7 separate regions of the Mus musculus genome follow, and all the other regions are linked to region 4. The links are chromatin contacts, called in public HiChIP or PLAC-seq and promoter capture Hi-C maps. All regions are on one chromosome and are shown on one strand. Each heading gives the region's core, a stretch centred on a gene start, on an enhancer-like site or on the middle of the called end of the contact. The rest is flanking DNA. Distances are from core to core; before and after follow the strand shown.

The links. Promoter capture Hi-C pulls out the DNA fragments that hold promoters and counts their contacts. HiChIP or PLAC-seq counts read pairs in DNA pulled down with a chosen protein or histone mark.
Region 1: an H3K27ac HiChIP or PLAC-seq map of embryonic stem cells shows a contact between it and region 4, with 6 times the contacts expected there. The contact joins the enhancer-like site here to the promoter of Npas3 in region 4. A contact is called at or near these places in 21 of 39 promoter capture datasets (the 3T3-L1 cell line, 3T3-L1-derived adipocytes, the C10 cell line and 13 more), 27 of 484 Hi-C or Micro-C datasets (the C2C12 cell line, MC3T3-E1-derived osteoblasts, adipose-derived mesenchymal stem cells and 18 more), 21 of 115 datasets of contacts at active chromatin or transcription factors (VIP interneurons, craniofacial prominence, differentiating embryonic stem cells and 13 more) and 2 of 9 other capture datasets (embryonic stem cells and pancreatic islet).
Region 2: a promoter capture Hi-C map of embryonic stem cells shows a contact between it and region 4, with 2.5 times the contacts expected there. The contact joins the promoter of Egln3 here to the promoter of Npas3 in region 4. A contact is called at or near these places in 7 of 39 promoter capture datasets (the 3T3-L1 cell line, embryonic stem cells, hippocampal neurons and 1 more), 2 of 484 Hi-C or Micro-C datasets (embryonic stem cells and ganglionic eminence) and 7 of 115 datasets of contacts at active chromatin or transcription factors (VIP interneurons, astrocytes, embryonic forebrain and 3 more).
Region 3: an H3K27ac HiChIP or PLAC-seq map of embryonic stem cells shows a contact between it and region 4, with 5 times the contacts expected there. The contact joins the enhancer-like site here to the promoter of Npas3 in region 4. A contact is called at or near these places in 4 of 39 promoter capture datasets (the 3T3-L1 cell line and embryonic stem cells), 2 of 484 Hi-C or Micro-C datasets (both in embryonic stem cells) and 2 of 115 datasets of contacts at active chromatin or transcription factors (embryonic forebrain and embryonic stem cells).
Region 5: a contact with region 4 is called in an H3K4me3 HiChIP or PLAC-seq map of neural progenitor cells, with 26 times the contacts expected there. The contact joins the enhancer-like site here to the promoter of Npas3 in region 4. A contact is called at or near these places in 4 of 39 promoter capture datasets (the 3T3-L1 cell line, embryonic stem cells, hippocampal neurons and 1 more), 2 of 484 Hi-C or Micro-C datasets (the N1E-115 cell line and neural progenitor cells), 18 of 115 datasets of contacts at active chromatin or transcription factors (SST interneurons, VIP interneurons, astrocytes and 13 more) and 3 of 9 other capture datasets (adipose tissue, embryonic stem cells and pancreatic islet).
Region 6: an H3K4me3 HiChIP or PLAC-seq map of embryonic limb bud shows a contact between it and region 4, with 4 times the contacts expected there. The contact joins the enhancer-like site here to the promoter of Npas3 in region 4. A contact is called at or near these places in 8 of 39 promoter capture datasets (the 3T3-L1 cell line, cranial neural crest, embryonic stem cells and 4 more), 1 of 484 Hi-C or Micro-C datasets (embryonic stem cells) and 15 of 115 datasets of contacts at active chromatin or transcription factors (SST interneurons, craniofacial prominence, differentiating embryonic stem cells and 10 more).
Region 7: an H3K4me3 HiChIP or PLAC-seq map of stem cell-derived neural progenitor cells shows a contact between it and region 4, with 18 read pairs. The contact joins the enhancer-like site here to the promoter of Npas3 in region 4. A contact is called at or near these places in 2 of 39 promoter capture datasets (both in the 3T3-L1 cell line), 8 of 115 datasets of contacts at active chromatin or transcription factors (astrocytes, craniofacial prominence, embryonic forebrain and 5 more) and 2 of 9 other capture datasets (embryonic tail and pancreatic islet).

The regions. Positions count from the first base shown.
Region 1 is chr12:54,045,673-54,048,381 of GRCm38.p6, forward strand. The region is part of intron 8 of Npas3 (neuronal PAS domain protein 3); the gene reads left to right. Among named protein-coding and RNA genes, the nearest start is that of Gm35818, 95 kb to the right of the region's middle. Within about 2 kb of position 1,344, at least 2 of the 459 cell types and tissues checked have an H3K27ac peak or open chromatin away from gene starts, as enhancers often do. A contact at or near this core is called in embryonic stem cells, where this site is marked.
Region 2 is chr12:54,202,410-54,205,406 of GRCm38.p6, forward strand. Egln3 (egl-9 family hypoxia-inducible factor 3) reads right to left here and starts at 1,465. Exons shown (of 5, transcript NM_028133.2): 1 at 796-1,465. The coding sequence starts at 1,152.
Region 3 is chr12:54,163,551-54,166,429 of GRCm38.p6, forward strand. No RefSeq gene overlaps it. Among named protein-coding and RNA genes, the nearest start is that of Gm40424, 12 kb to the right of the region's middle. Within about 2 kb of position 1,306, at least 119 of the 459 cell types and tissues checked have an H3K27ac peak or open chromatin away from gene starts, as enhancers often do. A contact at or near this core is called in embryonic stem cells, where this site is marked.
Region 4 is chr12:53,247,141-53,249,980 of GRCm38.p6, forward strand. Npas3 (neuronal PAS domain protein 3) reads left to right here and starts at 1,292. Exons shown (of 12, transcript NM_001370962.1): 1 at 1,292-1,607. The coding sequence starts at 1,450.
Region 5 is chr12:53,980,309-53,983,008 of GRCm38.p6, forward strand. The region is part of intron 6 of Npas3 (neuronal PAS domain protein 3); the gene reads left to right. Among named protein-coding and RNA genes, the nearest start is that of Gm35614, 150 kb to the left of the region's middle. Within about 2 kb of position 1,348, at least 38 of the 459 cell types and tissues checked have an H3K27ac peak or open chromatin away from gene starts, as enhancers often do. A contact at or near this core is called in astrocytes, neural progenitor cells, neural stem cells and 2 more, where this site is marked.
Region 6 is chr12:53,998,933-54,001,670 of GRCm38.p6, forward strand. The region is part of intron 6 of Npas3 (neuronal PAS domain protein 3); the gene reads left to right. Among named protein-coding and RNA genes, the nearest start is that of Gm35818, 140 kb to the right of the region's middle. Within about 2 kb of position 1,434, at least 15 of the 459 cell types and tissues checked have an H3K27ac peak or open chromatin away from gene starts, as enhancers often do. A contact at or near this core is called in SST interneurons, craniofacial prominence, embryonic limb bud and 1 more, where this site is marked.
Region 7 is chr12:53,887,337-53,890,203 of GRCm38.p6, forward strand. All of the region lies in intron 5 of Npas3 (neuronal PAS domain protein 3), which reads left to right. Among named protein-coding and RNA genes, the nearest start is that of Gm35614, 57 kb to the left of the region's middle. Within about 2 kb of position 1,540, at least 26 of the 459 cell types and tissues checked have an H3K27ac peak or open chromatin away from gene starts, as enhancers often do. A contact at or near this core is called in astrocytes and stem cell-derived neural progenitor cells, where this site is marked.

The DNA.
Region 1 (2,709 bases), core at 94-2,593, 800 kb after region 4:
ATTAACCTCTGCAGATCCTAGCCAAGAGGAAGGCCAAAAGCGCCTGCGTCCACCCAGTCTACTGGGAACTGCTACTAAAGCTGAGATTGCTTTGGGATTGGTCTCCTATTTCCAGCCAGGGACTAAATGGGAAGAAAGAATTTATCTGACCTCCGATGCTCAGGAGTGCAGACAGCATCATGTACCTGTCTTTATTATGCAGTAATTATGCCTAAATCTGCTCAAGTTTTGTTGACATTTATAAAGTCTTCATCACCATGACCATACACTTGGGTGTGTCAGTGGTGTTCTGGAGAGGACACAGGAGACCAGGAAAGACAAGTCAGCCAGAAGGATGGGCAGGAGTGGCCTCTGACTTTGGCCAAGTGTATCTAGTCATCACCCTACAGTCTCAGGTCAGCCTGCTCCATAGGTAAGAGCTTGCTCCTGCTCCTGTCAGCCTGGGCAAGTTTGAATTAAAGAGTCGCAGCCCCTGACTTAGCAATAGCCTGTGCCGTCTCCCAGCCTTTGATTTTTCTTTAGTGGCCATGGTGAATGGCAAGAAACCAGTCAGAATAACCTCCCTGAGGAACTTTCCATATATACACACAATGGAAGAACACAATTAGCATTTACAAAGCCATTTAGTCTCTAAGTAGGCTGCAGGACAGAGAAGGAAACCAATGGAGGGACAGAAAGGAGAGCAATTCCAGAATAGATCACACCTCAGGCTGGGCTCAGCTCCACCATCACCACACCTTCCAAAAACCAATGCCAAATTTCCAATGGTTGTCCTATCCAATGCCACAGATTTTCTTTTCTTTTTTTTTTTTTTCTTTTCTTTTTTCTTGGGTTGTTGTTGTTGTTTTTTTGTTGTTGTTGTTTTGTTTTGTTTTTTGTTTTTTGTGTTTTTTTTTGAGACAGGGTTTCTCTGTGTAGCCCTGGCTGTCCTGGAACTCACTCTATAGACCAGGCTAGCCTCAAACTCAGAAATCTGCCTGCCTCTGCCTCCCAAGTGCTCAGATTAAAGGCATGCGCCACCACTGTTTGTTGTGATCAAGTGACTAATTTTTTTTTTTTTTAGCAAGCTTTCAATGTCCCATTCTAGCAATTGAGATTCTTGTCTGTGACCTGCTCTTAGCTTTTTTCTTCCCCCACCCTACCCCCCAAAATACCCCATCCGCTGATACAATGCATCATTCTCTCCCAAATGAAGACAGCAATCTGGAAATGTCCTTTACTAAGGGCAATGGCATGTTTGGGTTACAGAAAAGCTGCCATGCGCCAAGCTGGGGACAGTGCTAATGTCACTCCACCCATGACCCTCCTCACCATAGCCTGAGGTGATTTACAGGTGAGGGAGCTGAGAAACAGGAAGGATAGCTACTCTTCTGGCCTGCCACTCCTAGCTCTTACTGGTCTATTCTTTACTGCTGAAGCTGGTCGAATTCCCCACAGCAGGCTATGTATGGTTCTCTGAAAGGGCTTGATCCCGAATTTTTTTTTTCTTTTTTGAAGGTGTTCATTCAAATAAAAGAGAACGCCTTCCCCAAAGAACGAGGCTTTTTCCTGTGGTTTCTTATTTAATTAGGGAATTGTTAACTAGAAACTAAGCTTGCTCCTTGGCGATTCTTCTGCAGTCTGCAGGATGGCCCAGGGCAACGCTAACATCTAATGCTTTCAGGAGCTGGCAGACTTCACAGACACCAAAGAGGGTCTTTTAATGACATCTAACTTTTTTTTTTTTAGAAAGTGGCTGTTTATGTATACTTGGGAAAACAAGCTAGTAAACAGAACCACCAATCTGTTTTGTACCACAAATGCTCCAAGAATTCATTTTCATTTTCCTAAGAAATCTTCTCTCACTAATAATTCTAGTTTGGTCAAAATGATTATTTCAATCACTAAACATTGAGAAATCCACTTACCCCATTGAGGAGTATATTTTAATTATACTCTTACATTTATTTATAGTGCTTGTTTATTTGTTTTTGTTGTTTTTGTTTTCTGAGACAGTGTCTCACTATGTGGCTGTGGCTATCTTGGAACCTCTGCCTCCCAGGTGCTGGGGTGACAAGCATGTGTCACCACGCCCAGCTAACTCCATGATGTTTTTGTGTTACCAGACCTTATTAGCTCCCTGCCTTGTGAATCAGACACAGTTCTCCAACACTAATCCCATGTCTTTTAAAGATAACATTTCCAAATATGTGTTTCACATCTGAATAGATCCTGTGTCAGAAGTAATTTCTAAAGGGACAGTAAAATAAGTTAAACAAAATCTTTTTTTTTTAACCAACCAAAATGATTGCTGTAGAAAGCAATTAGCATTTTATACATGCCTATATAAACAAGGCAGATTTCCCCACATGTTCTATAGTTTGGGTCTGGATTTCTGTGTCCTACCTGAGGATGCTGGACAATTTAATTAACTATGGGCACTGGTACACACATACTGTCAAGCACAGGCCCAGAAGAGCTGCTGAAATGGTTTTAAACTTTCAGTGTAGAATCTACCACAAAGTCCCAGTTAAAAGAGCCAGGAGTGAAAGCTGAGCTCCCAAATGACTGAGACTAAAAACGATAATACCCTAGGCATCTGTATGTCTCAGCATTTAAATTATATCCCTTGAAATGCCAATTTGGACTTCGTGCCAAGCAGCAGCTGAATCCCTTTTTCATGGAAATACCCAACAGAAGACCAATCTGCTTAAATGAAAGGTGTCTCTA
Region 2 (2,997 bases), core at 215-2,714, 960 kb after region 4:
CCAAAGTGATGTTACAGGCACCAGCTCCTCCACCTCCCATTGGTCTACCGGCCTGCCAATCTACCTGTAAACATTTTCAAGATAAATCATCACCACCCACTGCCCCCATTACGGGCTATGAGAACAACAAAAACAAGGTTTCTACCCAGAGGTACCTCACCACTCTCTTCATGGACCTTATCAGGTTGTTTGAGTGGATTTTGCCATGAGTTTATAGGAAAAGAAAGGCGATGGCGTGGGGCTCAGCACTTGGGCTGAGGGGTCTATGAGAATTCTGAGCCCCAGGGCTCAAAGGCTGCAGCAGAAGTGGAGGACTTAACCTTGTCATACCGAACTCTTCCCTCCCACCCTACCTAACTCTACAAGCCAACTAACACAAGGCAAAAATTAGACTTGCCTCTAGTAGAGTTAAGAGTGCCTCTGGCTACTGTGAAGGGCAGTACCGGGTGGCTTTAAAGGAGGCACTTCGGATCATGGACATGCGTGTCGCAGTGTTTCCAATATCTTTTCCCTCCACCAGCCAGTTGTCCTTGCGGTCATCACCAAAACCAGGGCAATTCTTTCAGAGTCAGCAGAAGCTCATCATCACGAGACACCTGAGCCCCTTAACGTGGACTTTTGCTTAAGGGGTTAGGCCAGGAGGTGGAGGGGACGCAAGTAGGGCAGATAGGCAAGCTGACTTCTTGGTTAAAAACCAAAGTTCGCTGCACCCCAGCGAAGGCGACACAACACTCCGAATGAAGGCTTCCCGTCCCCTGCAGCGCAGCTGCGGCTGGGCACCCGCACGCATCCTACCTTGGACCGCTCCTTGACATAGTATTTGCCCAGCCGGCTCCCGCAGTACAGGACCAGCCGGTCGATGAGGGACAGGAGGAAGTTGATGGCCTCGCAGCCCTCCTCGTTGCCCCCGATCCACGTGATCTGGTCGCCTCGCAGGTGCCGCTTGGAGACGCCGGCGCACGGCCCGGCCAGCTGGCCGTCACGCAGGGCCCCGTTGTAGTGCAGCTGCTTGACTCGCTCCAGCACGCAGTCGCCCACCACCTCGCCTAGGAAGTTGTCCAGGTAGCAGAAGCCGACCTCGTGCAGACAGGGCACGATGTACTCCAGGGCGATCTTCTCCAGATCCAGCCTCATGATGTGTCCCAGAGGCATCTCGCCCACAGAGCCGAGGCCGGGGACCCCCAGGGTGCACGCACCCAGGGCTTTCCCAGCGCGAGCGCACAGCGAAGATGCGGAGAGCCGGGCCGGGGACTCTCCCACCTGCGGTGGTCACAGTCCCCGAGCCACTTTAGCTCCAGAGGCGGGGAAAGTTGCTCGAAACTCTGAAGAGAAGGGATCCCGGCTCTGGGACCGGCGGGAGCAGTGTAGGGCTCCGCCACCCAGCGCCGGACTGGCCCAGTGAGAAGTCGGAGGGCCCTTTTTGGAGATGCAGAGCCACCGCCGCGGCGGCCGTGGCCGGGGGAGGAACGAGAGAAAGCACCGCCTTGACCCCAACGTCATGGTCCCGCCCCCGGGACTGCCCTCCTCCGGGCTCTTCCTCTTGGACTGGTGCTGCGGAGCATCTGGGTGAGCTCCACTCTAGCTAACCTGTGTGTGACCCAAGAAAGGGCTGGATTTTTTTTTTTTAATGCTCTCGATTTGCATATTGATTTGCGTTAAATCCCCTAACAAACTTGAAAACCTGGATCTCACGTCTGAGATGCACATGAACAGTTTATTGCCACTTTCTGGGCTAGTCACCTCTCTGGTGACTATATTTCTTAAACATTAAGGTTTAAGCTCTACCTAGTGTCTTTCCTTCTTTCCTCTTCTGTTTGATTCGGGTCTGGCTGTTCCAACCCCTGTGAGAGAGAGAGGTGAATTTAATTTTAACCAAAACTGACTGATTCATTAACAAACATTCCCCTTGACCTCCCCCCACCCTGTGTGCCAGGCTGGTGTGTATCCCCTGAGAAGGGAGTGGAGGACAGAGAGATAGGGAGGCGCCCCGGGAAGGGAGAGCACTGCCAAATCCTGCAAATTTTTGTATTTTGTCCTGCGGGAGATGTTCATGCACCATTTATACTCAAGCTTTTTACTAAAAGGTTCTGAAATTCTCTCTCAAAATCACTCGCACTCTCCCCAAAAGATACACTGTGTTCCAGGTCTCTCTGGCTTCTACTACATGCAACTTGCACTAGAGCCCTAGGCCCTACCCAAAAGGCTTAATTATCTACTGTAAGGTGGTCTCTATACAGATTTCTGATGCCCTTTCCTTCCAAATGAGAGAGAGAGAAACAGAGACATCTAAGACAGAGGGAAAGAGAGACAAACACAGAGAGACAGAGAGACAGAGAGTCAGTTCACATCTTTGCACATTTAGATTTTCAGTTAAGTCAAATGAAAAACTGCACCGATTTTTCAAGCATCACTAATTTTGGACATAAAGTCCTTTTTGCTTTTATTCTCTTCCCAATAGCCCCTCTGCTCACCTTCTCTGAGGGGAGAAGTGGGGGTGCAGTTCATGTGAAGGAGAGGCAGAGGAGGAGAGAGTGCTGACAGACTGGGAAGAAGGCTGTATTGTAGTCAGTGAGGGCAAACAGGGCCTTGGGGAGTGGCAGTCAACCAGAGAGGGTGTAAGCAGCTTTGAAGAAACCTAACTAGCTCCATGGAGAACAGGGACCCTGTTAATGGCCTTGCTCAGTTGGCCTCTTCCATATGTCTGTCCAGGAGAAGGTGTATTTCCTTAGGGTAAAGGCTCAACTTCAAGAAGCTGTTGTCCAAAAGCCCATAGCAGCACTGGGGTGACAGGAGCCCATGTCCTTGAAACACTGATGCCAGCACATGATAGATGGTTGGAAAACAGTCTCCTGAGACACTGACATCTGAACCTGGGCCCTGCAATCACCAGCTGGGGTTTTAGACAGGAAGCCAGCAGGACAGGACCTTTTGCAAGCAGTACTGAGGAGCCTCCCAGGGTATCTAGAGCAAGACCTCAGCGGCCACTGGAGGGGGACA
Region 3 (2,879 bases), core at 56-2,555, 920 kb after region 4:
TGACATCTACACACACACATACACACACATCACTCACATACACACATACACACACATACACACATACACACACACACACACATATACACACACACACATATACACACATACACACACATCACTCACACACACACACACACACATGTACACACATACACACACACACACACACACACACACATCACTCACAAACATGAGACATCCCGAATTGTGTAGTGTTTTAATCAGCTGAGTATTTATCCACTCCTAGAGCAATCTTTCTCAAGTTGGTAAAACATTATCAATAAGCTACAACAGTATTCCCTAAAACCAGAGATGTCTTTTTAAAAAGAATCACAAAATGACCTCTATAAATGTTCCCAAGAGTCAATTGGAGTGGCATACACCTTTAATTCCAGCACTCGGAAGAATCGAGTGGATCTTTGTGAGGCCAGCCTGGTCTACAGAGTGAGCTCCAGGACAGCCAAGGCTATACAGAGAAACCCTGACTTGGAAAAGCATACCCTGTCCCCCAAAATAATAAGAAAGGGAAAATAAAGGCACTCAGAAATGTAAGAGTTAACTCCCAGGAGTTAGGAGAAAGGCTTCCAGGAGAAAGGTTACTTGTCTTAAGTGGGGAAATCACCAAAGATCAAAGTTTTTTTTTAGTCTTATTTCAACACAGTTGTTCACACTGTTAAGTAGGCTGAAGGCTGTGTGTCACGGGGTAGGAATCTAAGTGTGTCAAGAAGAAAAGGCAGTGAGTGTTCCCTTTCATCCCTAGAAAGTGTATGTGACCCAGGAACACAGGGAGGTATCAGGCACACTGGCTAAAGGCTCCAAACTGCATTCCAGTGTTGTCTGCTCCAAACAACCGGTGCTGTTCAACTCTACCTTAAGGCGGGGAATATACCTCCAAACATCTCACGCCCTCGAGGCCAATGTTGCATAGAAACCCAAAGTCCCTCCTCAGTCTTATGAGGCAGGCAAAGAAAATCCTATTTAAGCAGCAAGAAAGCATTCAAGGACAAAGCTGCGGCTTCTGCACGCATAGCTGTTACTGAGTAAGGAGCACTCCTTTAGGAGGCTGGCCCTGGAACACTTGTGAATAACCCAACAGGGGGAGAGAAAATTTAAATATGCAGCAGCTTAAGCTTGCCTCTCCCGACTCTATTCGTGATCTTTATTTGCCATCCACTCTGCAGGAAGGAACAGAGACCACAAGGACCTGGAGGTCTGGAGTCCAGTCCTGTTATGCTACTCCATCACCGTAACCTTGGCAGAGCCACCTAACTGTTCTGAGTAGTTTCCTCATCCTGGAAAGAGGAAGAGCTGCCTCACTGTGGTTACAAAGAACAACAGTGTGTGCACGTAGCGCAGGCCCCAGGCACACAGGTATCCTCTGAGGACTCCAACCCGCCCATTGTTGTAGGGTTCCGGATGTGACTCTTTGAATCTGTCTCTGGCCTTGCAAATGTAGAAGCAGTGACCCGTGGTAAAGAAAGGGTGACTTTTAAAGGGCCCAGCAGGGATGCAGCGAGAAGCACCACATTAGAAATCATGTTTGGACAGGGCAAGGTTACTAACTGGCCTGGCAGTGTAAACCAGCACGTATTATTATTCCACAGGGTTCAAGTGTGGACCTCAAGTGTGGCTTCAGCTTGGGTTAGCTGTTGGTTTCCACTCTGTCTGATAAGTCTCTAACCAACCCTCTGGCCAGTGTTCTTTCCACACCACACAAAGAATTTAGGGCAGAAGCCAAGCTAATTTTGTATTTTTTTTATTATTATTCGAAATAGCTTTGCTGAGAACAATCCTTGCCCTTGATCAAACCTATATATACTGGGCATGCCAACTCCTGTCTCACACAAAGCGCTGACCAGGCATGGCCGTTCCCACCACTGCTTTCTGAGCACACAGAAAATTTTCAAGACCAAATGGCTGAATTCAGATGACCTAGTTTCTTAAAAAAAAAAAAAAAAAGAAAAGAAAAGAAAAGAAAGAAAGAAATACCGGCGTTACTTATAGAAGAAAACCAAAATCATGTCTGAATTGATAATTCATGATTCAGACAGCCCACAATCTAATTGGCATTAACTACTCTGCTAAAGAGTTTTAAAATGTACTTAAGTGAGGCGTTTTATTTCCATGAAATTGGATCTTTGCTCCAAAATTCAATCTCCTTCTGCGGACTCTGCCCTATTCAGATGATGTAACAGTGAGGTAGGCTCTTAACATTTCATTGCCAGGAATATAAGTGAAATTGATCAGATTATTTGCCAAATAATGTTTCTTCGGCGGGACCAAGTCCTCCCCTAAGTGGACTGTGAGAGCAAGGGACAGGAGAGCAGACACTGAGAATCGCATTTTCCAGTGTGATCTTGCAGGCCTCGGATCAGCCATGAGAAATTAGTGTGCGTGAAAAGTGATTTGTTGTGTGGTTTATTCGTTTAGGAGACCTTTGTCTGGAAAGAATACGCAAAGGTTAAAGAGTCATATCCCTTGCGGGGTCAAAATAATTCGAAAATGAAAGCTACAACATAGAGAGATTAGACAGTAATGAGCAGTTACGTGTTAAGCCCTCCATCCCGGGCAGCTGTGAGAGTTAGGTGAGACAGATACTACTTGCAACTGCACTGGGCAGGCTGTAGGTACTTCATGGATGCTGTAAGTAAGGATGATAGGCCCAGGTCCAGAGCACGAGCCTACTTTCCATTTGAGCCATAGGATGTCTCTCTGGTCCAGCGGAGTCTTGAGACTGAAGTGAACTCCAGACCTGATTCCTACCAGGACTATTTCATAGAACCCACAAATGTTTGGGTCCTCCCAGGGATGGGATGGCCTTCTCCTCAGATCTCAGGAAGCTTCCTGGGAACTGTGCTGAGAAGCGCCAATGGATG
Region 4 (2,840 bases), core at 42-2,541:
ACCACCACTCCCCACCACCACCCAGCCGCAGCAGTAGCAGCAGCAGTTGCAGGAGTAGCAGCAGCAGCAGCAGCAGCCGCTAAGCTGGGCAGGGGCTTTGAGTGTGGGACATTAGCAGAGCTCTGTGTCCCTCAAGGGCTGCATCCGCCTGCTTCTCGCATCTCTGCTCCTGCTCACCAGCCAGAAGACAGGGGGAAAAGTGGGCAACCCGGGTCCTGGGGAGGGATGGAGGGAAACAATCAACTCCCACTCCCCCAACCCTAGCTCAGTGAAACCCAGTGCAAGTCTCACTAAAAAGGCGCATCCAAACTGTAAGGATCTCTCTTCACCCCCTAATGAAAGGCAGGCGTCACAATGTGAAGTAACAGGAAGGCGCGAGGAAATAAATGCACGTGTTTTCTCTTTTTGTTTCCTTGGTGTTTGGAATTCGCAGAGTTCTTTTCAATTGTGGCTACTAATTTATTCGTTTCCTCGGTCAAAGGGGGGCGTTAAGAGATGGATCATAGCGCAAACTAAGATCTAGCTGAGACCCCACCTCACAAGTTTCCCAAGACCAACTCTTCCGCTCACCAGGAGCGGGAAGAGCCCTTTCTTTTAAGCGACCCAAACTCTCCATTGTACAAAAGCGCCAACCCCCCGCCCCGCACTCCGTCGCCTTTGCAAACCACCTCTCCTAGATAACTATCAAGTTCTCCAGGAACCCAACTTGCGCTTGGTCACATTCGCTCTGCTTAATGTGGAGAATAGTGTCAAAGAGGGGTCCAGGCTGAAACGGGAGGCTCTGACGCCCCATTCCTACACCCGCGGGCTGGGATCCTGGTTTCTGGCAGCCTCGGAAGGCTGAAGCCAGCCCGGATGGTGGTTATTTCTCCAGAGAAAGGAGGAGAAAGAGCGCACCACAATCTTGCACTTTGGGTCGGAAGTGCGCGGTGTGTGTGTGTGTGTGTGTGTGTGTGTGTGTGTGTGTGTGTGTAGAAGAGGGAGGGAAAACGCACCCTCCACTGCTCGTTATTCCCTTGCACCGGCCAAGCGCTCGCCAAGCCTCCCGGTGCATCCTTCCTCCTTCACCCCCTCCTCCTCTCAGCTGGGCTCGCGCGGCGCTGCTGGAGCAGCCAGTGAAAGCAACATCCTGGAAAGAGGGGGGAGCAACAGTGCCCCCCAAAAGGGAGAAAAGGCCCCACCCTGACACGTTTTGCTGTTTGCAAGTCCCTCGCACACCCCCCGCACCTCCTCCTCGCCACCCCCCCCCACCTCAGCCCGCTGCGCGCACATCAAAGCGCCTCTCCGCCGCGCACAGTGGCCGCGGCTCACTAATGGGATTGCAGGCTGGTGCCTGGCTCCGCTGCTGCCGCCGCTCGCGCCGCTGCTGCCGCCGCCGCCCGAACCCGAGCCCGAGCCCCCGCCAGCCCGAGCCCAGAGCAGCCGCGCCTGGGGCTCCAAGCCGCGGCGATGATCCGAATCTTTCCGGATTTCAGCGTGCAGGTGACGGCCGCGGCGGCCGGCGGGGCAGCCGCTGGGGTACCGGCCGGTGCGGGCATGGGGAGGGCCGGCGCCGCGGCCAACGGCACCCCGCAGAACGTCCAGGGCATCACCTCCTACCAGCAGCGGTGAGTAGTCCCGTCCGAGCTGGGATAGTGCCCCCGTCTCGGGTACTGGGGTGGGACTCACTTTGCTCTTGTTTTGTGCCTTACAACACACATGCACCTCGTCAGGGCTTACTTTGCCTGCCCCTGTGCTATAGAAGGAGGGGGGGGGGGATACACAATCCGAATTGAAAAGCACTCTAGTGCACTGGCGAAGTGAAGTCATCCTTTGCCCTCTGCCAGGCCCCGAACGTTGAGCCTCAGCCCCGAGTAGCCAGAGAGTTCCAGTCAAGTCTGAGACGCTGCAGGAGATGCTTTTGCAAAGTTTGGGCTTCCTGCCCCCTTTCAGCAAAATGTTCTCAATGCCTCCGCGGGTGCGAATCCGCGCTGACGGACAGCCAGGGGAGCAATTGATCATCGGAGGCTGATTGATCATTTGTTTCCAAATAGGACAGAGACGATTTTCATGTGCAGAGATAGACTTGCGTTTCTACCTAATAGTGTGAGATCCTGTCACCTGTTACTACAGGGAATACAACGTGAAATCCGAATCTCTTAGGCGCTGTTAACTATCTTAAACGCATTATGATGCAAATGGATGGGATTCCGAGATCCAAGTTAGGAAGCAAATTTTACAAAAGTTAGGCTTGGTGGTGAAAGGGAAGTTTTAATATAGAAATTGTTTTTAGTTTTCTAAAGATAGTCTCTAGATTCAAAATAATTGTCATTAAAACACTGAGCAACCTTTGATTGAGGAAGGAAATAAAGAGAAATTTACCATCAACAGCTTTCTAACCCTAAAGTTTTCCCTTTAAGGATAACTTTCGATGTTCTAAGATTTTATTGAAAATGGGATTCACAAAATCGCTATGAGAAAAACTAACAATATAATCAAAAAGGTAAACTCTCTATTCATGAGGCTCAATTTTATGGTAGATGGAAGAAAAAAAAGCACATGAGAGTGTGAAATTAAATATTTGTGTTTCCCAGATTGTACACGATTAAACATCTGAGAGATTTGCCAATGGCATTTAACTTAAAATATACATAATGCATAATTCAAATTCCCATTTTACCTCATCTTTGAAACTTCATTGATTTGAGAGCCTTTGGTTTGAAACAATAGTATTTAAACTGCAAAGGTTACAGTAATCTGTCATTGCTATGTTTTGTGCCTTCTAACCAATGGCCCAGTGACCAGATTTTGCCTAACACAGTATTTTCCAAGTTCATGTAATTGCAAATATTCTGTAGAAG
Region 5 (2,700 bases), core at 98-2,597, 730 kb after region 4:
TAAAGTAAAATTAATTTAAAAAACACTTGGAGCCAGGCAGTGGCGGCGCATGCCTTTAATCCCAGCACCTGGGAGGCAGAGGCAGGCAGATTTCTGAGTTCAAGGCCAGCCTGGTCTACAAAGTGAGTTCCAGGACAGCCAGGGCTATACAGAGAAACCCTGTCTTAAAAAAAAAAACAAAAACAAAAACAAAAAAAACAAAAAAAAAAAACTTGAAAATACCTTAGAGTCATGATAGTATGCTAGAAAATGGGATACATTTTTATAATCAAAACTACCTAAGAACTATAAAATCTAGCTCATCATATGAGTAGATTTTCCCCAATGCTATAGCACATTCCAATGTCTTGCATTACAATCCAGCTCTAAGCGCAGACGTGGGCTTTCTAGAACAACAGCTCTCACAGTTCCGCTGGAGGAGGACATGTAGCTTAAACTCACCTTCACAACGGAGGCCTCCGCCTGCTTTTTAATTTACTAGATGTTGCTTTACTGCTGTAATATGTAATACATGTGTGTACTATATAATAAACATTCTGATTACCTTATATCTACATAGTAAACATTTGCCAAGGTAAAATTAATATAATTTTTAAAATATCATTTTAATAGAACAGAATGTCAGGTGACGGCGGGAACTATTTGAATTCTGTCCATGCTCAGAAGTGCCACACCCTCTTCATGGTAGCCTGCTAGACGGCAAGCCATGGTCTTGGTCCCAGGGGTCCCAAGTATCCCCATAGGCCACAGTTGGGACCTTTTGAAAAGTGACCAGAAAATTGCTTTTTAGACACTAGTGTGGAGGAACTTCCCACATGATAGGGAACTAGACAAAAAAAAAGTCTGTGTGTAGAACACTGTTTCCTGTATGCCCTTCTGCGAGATTCATCCAAGACTATAACTTCAAAGACTCTTTTGATAGAAAAAAGATGTTTTAATTCTCACATTTTATGACAGTGCTACAGGATACTTACAGTTGATTGACCGTAAGGCAGGACCTGGATACTGTCTCACAGGAAAAGAAACCCTAGCTTGCTCCTGCCATTTGCTCTCCCGCTGCCCTTCCCCCCCCACACACACATATACACTATTTCCAGCCAGGAATATGGACAGGCAAGAAATGGGTTAAAGGGAAAGATGGTGAGAACACAGCAAGCACCATCATTAGACCCCACTAGGGTCCCTCACAGACGCCTGTGACCGGAGGAAAGAATATTCCCATGGTCAGGTGCCTGCTCACCCCAAAGCTGCAATAAAGAACGCAGACCTCCCAGATCTGCAAGGCTGCATAGGGGAGCTGAAGGGCCAGGGAGAAGGAAGTCTGGCTTCCACCCCATTGGGCAAAGACTCAGCCAAAGGAAGTGCCAGGACACTGCGCTGACCCACTTCGAGCCCTTCCTCTCCATTTATCCCCAGCAGAAGAGATACAAAAGCATCACTATGGCACAAGGGAAAGTTGGAGAAGCATTCCGGAAATTGACATGCAAATAACCACTCCAAGTACTGGGCTTTGTTCTGAAAATTCCCATCCTTGGGAGATGTGAAAACACCAATCAGGGAAGGGGTAGAGCTGGGAAGGACCTGGCAGGTTTATAGCCAGAGTGTCCTCCTTTGAGAGTCTGTCTCTGTACCCCATCCCAGACTGAGCTGGCACAGGTAAAACCAAACTAAACATGTCTCCGCTGAACAACTAAAAGGACAACAGGCCTGAATGGAACTGCCCTGAGACAGTGACAGTCACAACACTTGCTTCCTGGTCTCTGAGTCATCCCTGATGCCACCAAAGCAATAAGAAGTCCAGCCAGGGCTCATAAAGAAAAGCCAAGTATTTCACAAGGACAAAAGCAACTGTCTCTAGGAAGCTAGCTTTGCATTCTGAGCAGCTGCCCCAGTCTCCTAGACAAAGGCCAAAGATACTGCCTTACCCACGCCACTGCTTCTCCATCATCGAGGCCTGGGACTAGATGCCAAACTCCCACCTGCAAGCTCTCAGATCCTACAGCACACTATACTCAGTGCTAAGTGGAGTCAACATTACTAAAGCGGGGAGAGGGGGGTGACTGCATAATGGCCCGCTGTAGGCTGTCTCTTTGGTAGATTTATTACATACATAAGACCCTGAAGAAAACCAGCAGGCAGTGGGCAATGCTCACTATGCATAAAGGAAGAAAGGCACCATGACTCGGGAGTTTGTTAAGGAGAGGTTCTGAAAGCTAAGCATGTGGTTAGAGAAACCAGTGAATTAGTTCTGGCTGTACTGGAATCCTGCTCCTCTGTATACGAGGGTCCCTACATACCATCAAGATGTCGAATTGGCCTTATTTTTACCACTGTGTTTTCCTCTCCCAGAGCCAACCCTGCTCCTTCCTCCCTGGAGGTGTTTGTGCTCAGGAAAACTGAACCAGCAGAATCCAAGCATAACAAGTCTTGCTCAGGCTTCATCAACTGTCTCTCAAGGAAGTTTACTCAAACTTTAATTGACTCCTAGAGAGTGGGCAACCCCAAAGCTAGCTGGCCTAACAGAATCATGAAGGCCTGGTGATGACCATTTTGCTGCTGTTTCCTGTGCCCATGAGTCCTCCCCTTGAGCCCTGAGCAGTACTCACATAGCCTCACAGCAACATTCAGATACAGCTGGAGGTGGTGGCCTGCTTAGCCCTTCAGTACATGTAACCTCTGCCTTTGGACATCTCAACAGCC
Region 6 (2,738 bases), core at 184-2,683, 750 kb after region 4:
CTGCTGGTGCTTTACCATGTCCTTGTGGAGTCCCCATAGCAGATTTGACAGTATTCAGAAAGCGCCTAGCCCTCATTCGCATCCTGGAAAACCTCTATCGATCTCAACACCTGTCACCTCCACCAGCTCCTGTCCCTGGGAGGATGCGAGGGATGCACAATCCACATTTAATGGCGTCACCAGCAGATGAATGACAACTGAAGTCTCGTTGCGATTACAGCAGGCGCCAACGTTCTGACTTTGGTTATGAATTTTCTGTAAATTTTATATTAAAAAATATATCAAAATGGATATTTCAAGAACTTCAGCAATGTAGACATTTAAAAGTTGAGGGGCTGGAAAGGCAGCTCAGTGGTTAGGGAGAACATGGACCTCGTAGAGAGGGAGGATCCAACTGTGGTTCCTAGCACCTGCATTAAATGGCTCACAACTGCCTGTAACTCCACCTTTAGGGGATCCAGTGCCTCTGACCTCCATGGATGCTGAACTCATACACACACGCACGCACACACACACACACACACACACACACACACACACTTTTATTCAAGCGTTAAAGACCCCTGAGATGTCTGTATTTTGATTTAGCTTTTCATCATGTCGGCCTTGGTTTTATGTTTTCATCTTTTAGCTTATATTTCATGGGCTAAGAGTGGACATGACTCAGATCTGACCCCTCTGTGCAGCTTTTCCATCCATCTGCCTTGTGTTTCAGGCAGTAGCTAGAACTTCCTGGAATCCCAAACTTATCAGAGCATGAGACAGTAGTGGCCGGTCTCTGAGAGTTGACAAGAGTGTATTCCACATCTAAAAAGCACTCGAAAATATTTCTTAGACATAAGATGGAGCCACTGTGTCTAGAGAGCGCAGGTCTCAAGTGGACTTCTCCCCTACTCCCTCCCTCCCTCAGCCCACCCACATACCAGCCCATCCACTGTGACTCCTCCCCCAGCAAAGCCCTCCTCCTCCCTGGACTATCACCTGAGACATTCTCTCAAAAAACTTTTCTGAGGTGGCTGCCATTGCCTGTCATATTGCAAGCAAAGCCTCTTTTCACAGGAGAGACACCACTGTCACAATTGTGATAACTATTTGCTACCCCATAGGAAGCCTGGCTATGGTGGGGGTGATCTGAGTAAGTTGGCAACCTGTCCTGTTGAAAGGTGGAACATGGCAGGCTCCTCCTGCTCCTGAGCTCAGAACCAGGAAGCTATAGGCAGTCGAAGTGAAAGTCACCATCATGAAAACAAGCTCTGACTGCCCCACCTATGTCTCATTGACTCCTCGGTCCCCTTGCTCTTGAAGTTGAGTATGATGGTTAATTTAGATTCTAAATCTTGGCTTCAGTGGGGCAGAACCTGACCTTAGCATTCCTTACACACCAGTTATCCCCAGTGTAATTAACATTACCCTGCGTGTTTAGGCAATTACTACTGTAACATGAGGCGGATGCTGTACTCCTGCCTCGGCTAGAACATGACACGGTGTTTGGCTGCACAGCTCACACGAAGCTGTGTTTTCACCCAGCAGGAAGCCCCCTTACTGCGATCTCTCCTATAGACTCGGACTGTTTCGCCGGTGCAGTTCTTGTTTCTAAAAGCAGAAGTATTTCTCAGCTTGCCTGAATGGCCTTCTCTTTTTCAGTGAGGCCTTTCCTTCCCGGCTGGGTGAGGCTATCCAGAGCCCTACCCCTAAAGCTCCAAAGACATATTTTCTCTTCTCTGAGAAGTTTCTATATTTCCGTTCCCTCTGCTATTGCAAACACAATCTTGCTGAACAGAGCTAAATTTTTAAAAGCCGAGCTTGTGCTGTGGATTTTGATGGCTTCACGTTAGTTCAAGTCTCTGAGGACCAGTGTCAATAAATGTGTGAGGGACAACAGTAGACGGGCGTACGTTTCCATTTCCAGCAGGATGAAAAACCGCTATAAATTAAGTCTAACCTTAAATGTATAATCTGTCCTTGGGAGAAAGAAAAAAAAAAAAAAGAAAGGATATAGCATCTTCAAGCTCTCGGCATCCCTTTCGAGGAAAAAAAAATTGGTTCTAAGGGTCTCTGATCTTGTGTTTTAGTAAAATAGAACTGCACGGCTGACTGACAGTTCTGATCTAAAGCATTTACGTTTAAGTTTTGATCTCTCTGCTTTTGATTAAAACTAATGAGCTCATTTAATTCAAAATGGGAATCTCTGATAAGAGAAATAAGGTTGATGTGATTGGATTAGAGGGGCAAATTAAACTCTTAGAGCAGAAGTTTGTGCTTATATAGTGTATTAAAAAGCTGTTGGCGTATTATGGCGTGTTAGATGATGAGAAAAATTTCATAGTAATTCATATTTAATCAGAAGAAATGAAAGTACTAAATATAACATGGCTCTGCTTTTCCCTCGAGTGATAAAAAGCTGTACATTTAAAATGACATCAGATCAGTGCTCTCTAAAACAAAAAAGGGAAAGCCTTGGGAGGGACACATAGGGAAGGGGCAGATGTCCGACGGCCTGCACCCCAGAGTGGAAATGCTACCAACGTAGGAAACTGAGACTTACCAGGCTATGAATGACATGGTAAGTCCCCTAGACCATAGATAGCACGGTGCCTATGATTACGGTGTCCACACCCTCCTGCCAACTGAGCATCAATCACATTTAATATGAAATGCAGAGATTACTTATTCTTTAAAATATACAAATAGCATGCCATAATTTTATGGTTTTCCAATTTTTAATCTCTTTTATAGTT
Region 7 (2,867 bases), core at 290-2,789, 640 kb after region 4:
ATTTACTAAATCTTGGTCTTTAAAAAGAAGAAGTAAAACATTAGTGACAAAAACTACCTTTTTGTGTGGCACTTTGCCCTGACTTTTGTAGTTTTAATGGGACTCCGTTTCTCAGGAGCACCGGTCCCTGGTGAGCCGGAGAGAGATCCCGTTTTCTTTTGCCCAAGAAGCCCCAGAAGAAGTGCGGCTGTTACCAATTTCCCACTCTTCGTTCCTTCAGTGTTTCCCATCTCTCAACTCAACCTCCAGGGATGAAGACATTAGCTACTTTCTGCAGCTTATTTACTCCCTGACACTTTACTTCAGCCTGCCAAACTCAGGGGCCAGCTGTGGTCTTGACTTTGTAAACTCGACTGATCCACTGGGAGATAAACCAGAAAGTAGATGGGTTTTGTAGCAGCCACTAAACCCTGGCAGGGCGAAGTGGCATATGTTTCATATGAACTAATAGAACAGGGCTCTACTGCCTCAGCCTTCTGAAAGTGGTTCTTGGCATTTTTTTTTAAATGAGCAAATTTATATTCATGTGGCCATCAGCCAAGGTCCAAATCAGGGCAGTGCCTTACAGAGCACTCTGGAAGTGGAAAGGCGGCAGGGAGGAAGAGAGAAAGTGACTTCAGAAGACCAGAGTGGTTCCGAGCTTAGCAGTTGTCATGGCCTGGCTGGAATTACGCTCTTCCTGGTTCTGCGCAGTCTCCCTGAAAGCCGTGGTGAGGGAGATGCTTCCTCAGTTCCAAGCAATTGCACCACTGAGGAGAGGCACCCGGGCTTTTCCTGCCCCCGAAGTCTCACTCAGCGCTGAGGGCTGAGGTTAAAGCAACCCTTTAAAACCCGGAACTATTTTTGTTCAGGTACGTGGTATGATTTGCTGGTGGTGACAACTGATCTGACAATGACCAGTGATTTAGGCCTACCTCTAATAAGTGAATTAATCTGAGCTAAAACATAGCGATCTGTCATGTTTCGAGATACCTCAACATCTGGCTGCCTTGTCCCCTGTCAGCTGAGTTTGTCCTGTGCAGATCTTCTGTCAAGTGAGGAAAAGAACCGTGGGTAGAAAATTACATGGCAGGTTTAGAGTTAGTGATGAATTTTCCTCCCAACGTGCCAGCTGTGCCCGCAACACTATTTTTTATGGCATTAATCAAATATCTCGCCTGCAGCACCTTCACTTTCCCAAAGGCTAAAAAATGAATCTGTCAAAAAATTTCACTGGGATTTGCCAACAGCTTTTCTAAGCTCAAACGCTAGTCCAGGCACCTTAGAAGTTTGAGTAAGGCTTTTAGGGATAGCCTTGGGGAGTTAAAAGCTATATAGGGTAATTTTCCTTTACACTAAACAAAACAAAACAAAACAAAACAAAAATCGAAACCTCCATTGCAGCTAGGGTGATCAAGTCTGGAAAAGGGCCAGCCACTCAAGCATTATTAATGCATTCCATTTACTGACTCATAGCAAAGGACTCTTTCTTTAAGTTCGAATTTTGAAGCCAGAAAGGTACAAAAGCAATCAAAGGCTATGGAATGAAGTCATCGTTGGCCCATCCAGAAAGAAGAGCCCATATTAGGAAGAAACAGAACAAGCCACATTCCCACATCCCCACCAAGCTGCCCACAGTTGAAAGCATTTGCTGGGACTCGGAACTGAGAATCTGAGGAGATTTTACTACATGTTTCTTTTGCTATCTCTTTTGAAAATAAACATGGCGCATTTATTTGGGGCCCGTCAGAAATCAGATGTCCTCTTGTTTTGCAGAATTAATAGAGATTTTATCTGACTACTGATAACCCAAGATTTACCCTGAATGAGTGAGTGGAAGTTCATGTTGGCTTACCTGAAGTGTGTGTTAAATCCTAGACTCAAAGCCTGTGTCCGATTCCACATCCTGGGAAGGTGATCTTACAGACACCTCTACCCCTTTGATTATTGCTTACAAGGCAAAGGCAGATTTTTTTTTCTTGCCGTATGGGTAAAGCGAGAGGTATCTAAATGTCTTTATCTTTTCACTTCCATGTAACATCTTTAATATTACTAAGCACTTAAAGGAAAAATGGGTGAGACACCCTCTCTCCACTAGTAACTGAGTCATATCGATGAACTAAGAATAGTAGACACTCAATAGATGTCAGTGGAATAAATGAAGTCTTTGGATAGGAAACGGAGAGAAATAAAGGACAGAAACTAGACCACCCATTCGGAGCAGAGAGCCAGTCTGTACATGTTTGCTGCACTTTCATCTCATGGGCATCTCGATCCCCACTCAACATATTTTACTAAAAGGTTTCCCTGCAGTTAAAATCAGTGGATTTGCCACAGTTTCTAGAAGCTATTTAAGTGTGGCAGGATCTTGAGGGGGGTTACTTTTCTACTGAGTGCAATCTGGATTAGTGCAACTTTGAAGGGCAAATCAGACCTTCCACAACTGAAGGAAGTTCACAGAGGTCTAAAACAATGGTTCCCGACCTGTGGGTTGTGACCCCCTGGAAAACGTCTATCTCCAAAAGCATTTTCATTATGATTCACAATACTAGCAAAGTTATGAAGTGCTTCTCTGTTCCACTGGACATCGTGCCCTTTGATTAATAACCATTATCTGAAACCTTTAGGCTCAGTTTTTTAACTGCTTCTAAATGTTTAGAGTCAGGAAGCTCATAGTTCTCCTTCCTTAGACTCAGCCTTCAGTCTTTGTCTTTTGTGAATCAGTAAATTAGCTCTATAGATTATTTGAAATTTTTCATATTTGCTAACATTTTGATCTGCCACCTGTAGATGATCAGTTACAATGAAAATTTATCATGAAATTCAATGCCTACTACATTGGCTTGTACCTTTGGATTTTGGGTCATATTATAAAACTCATTACTAGA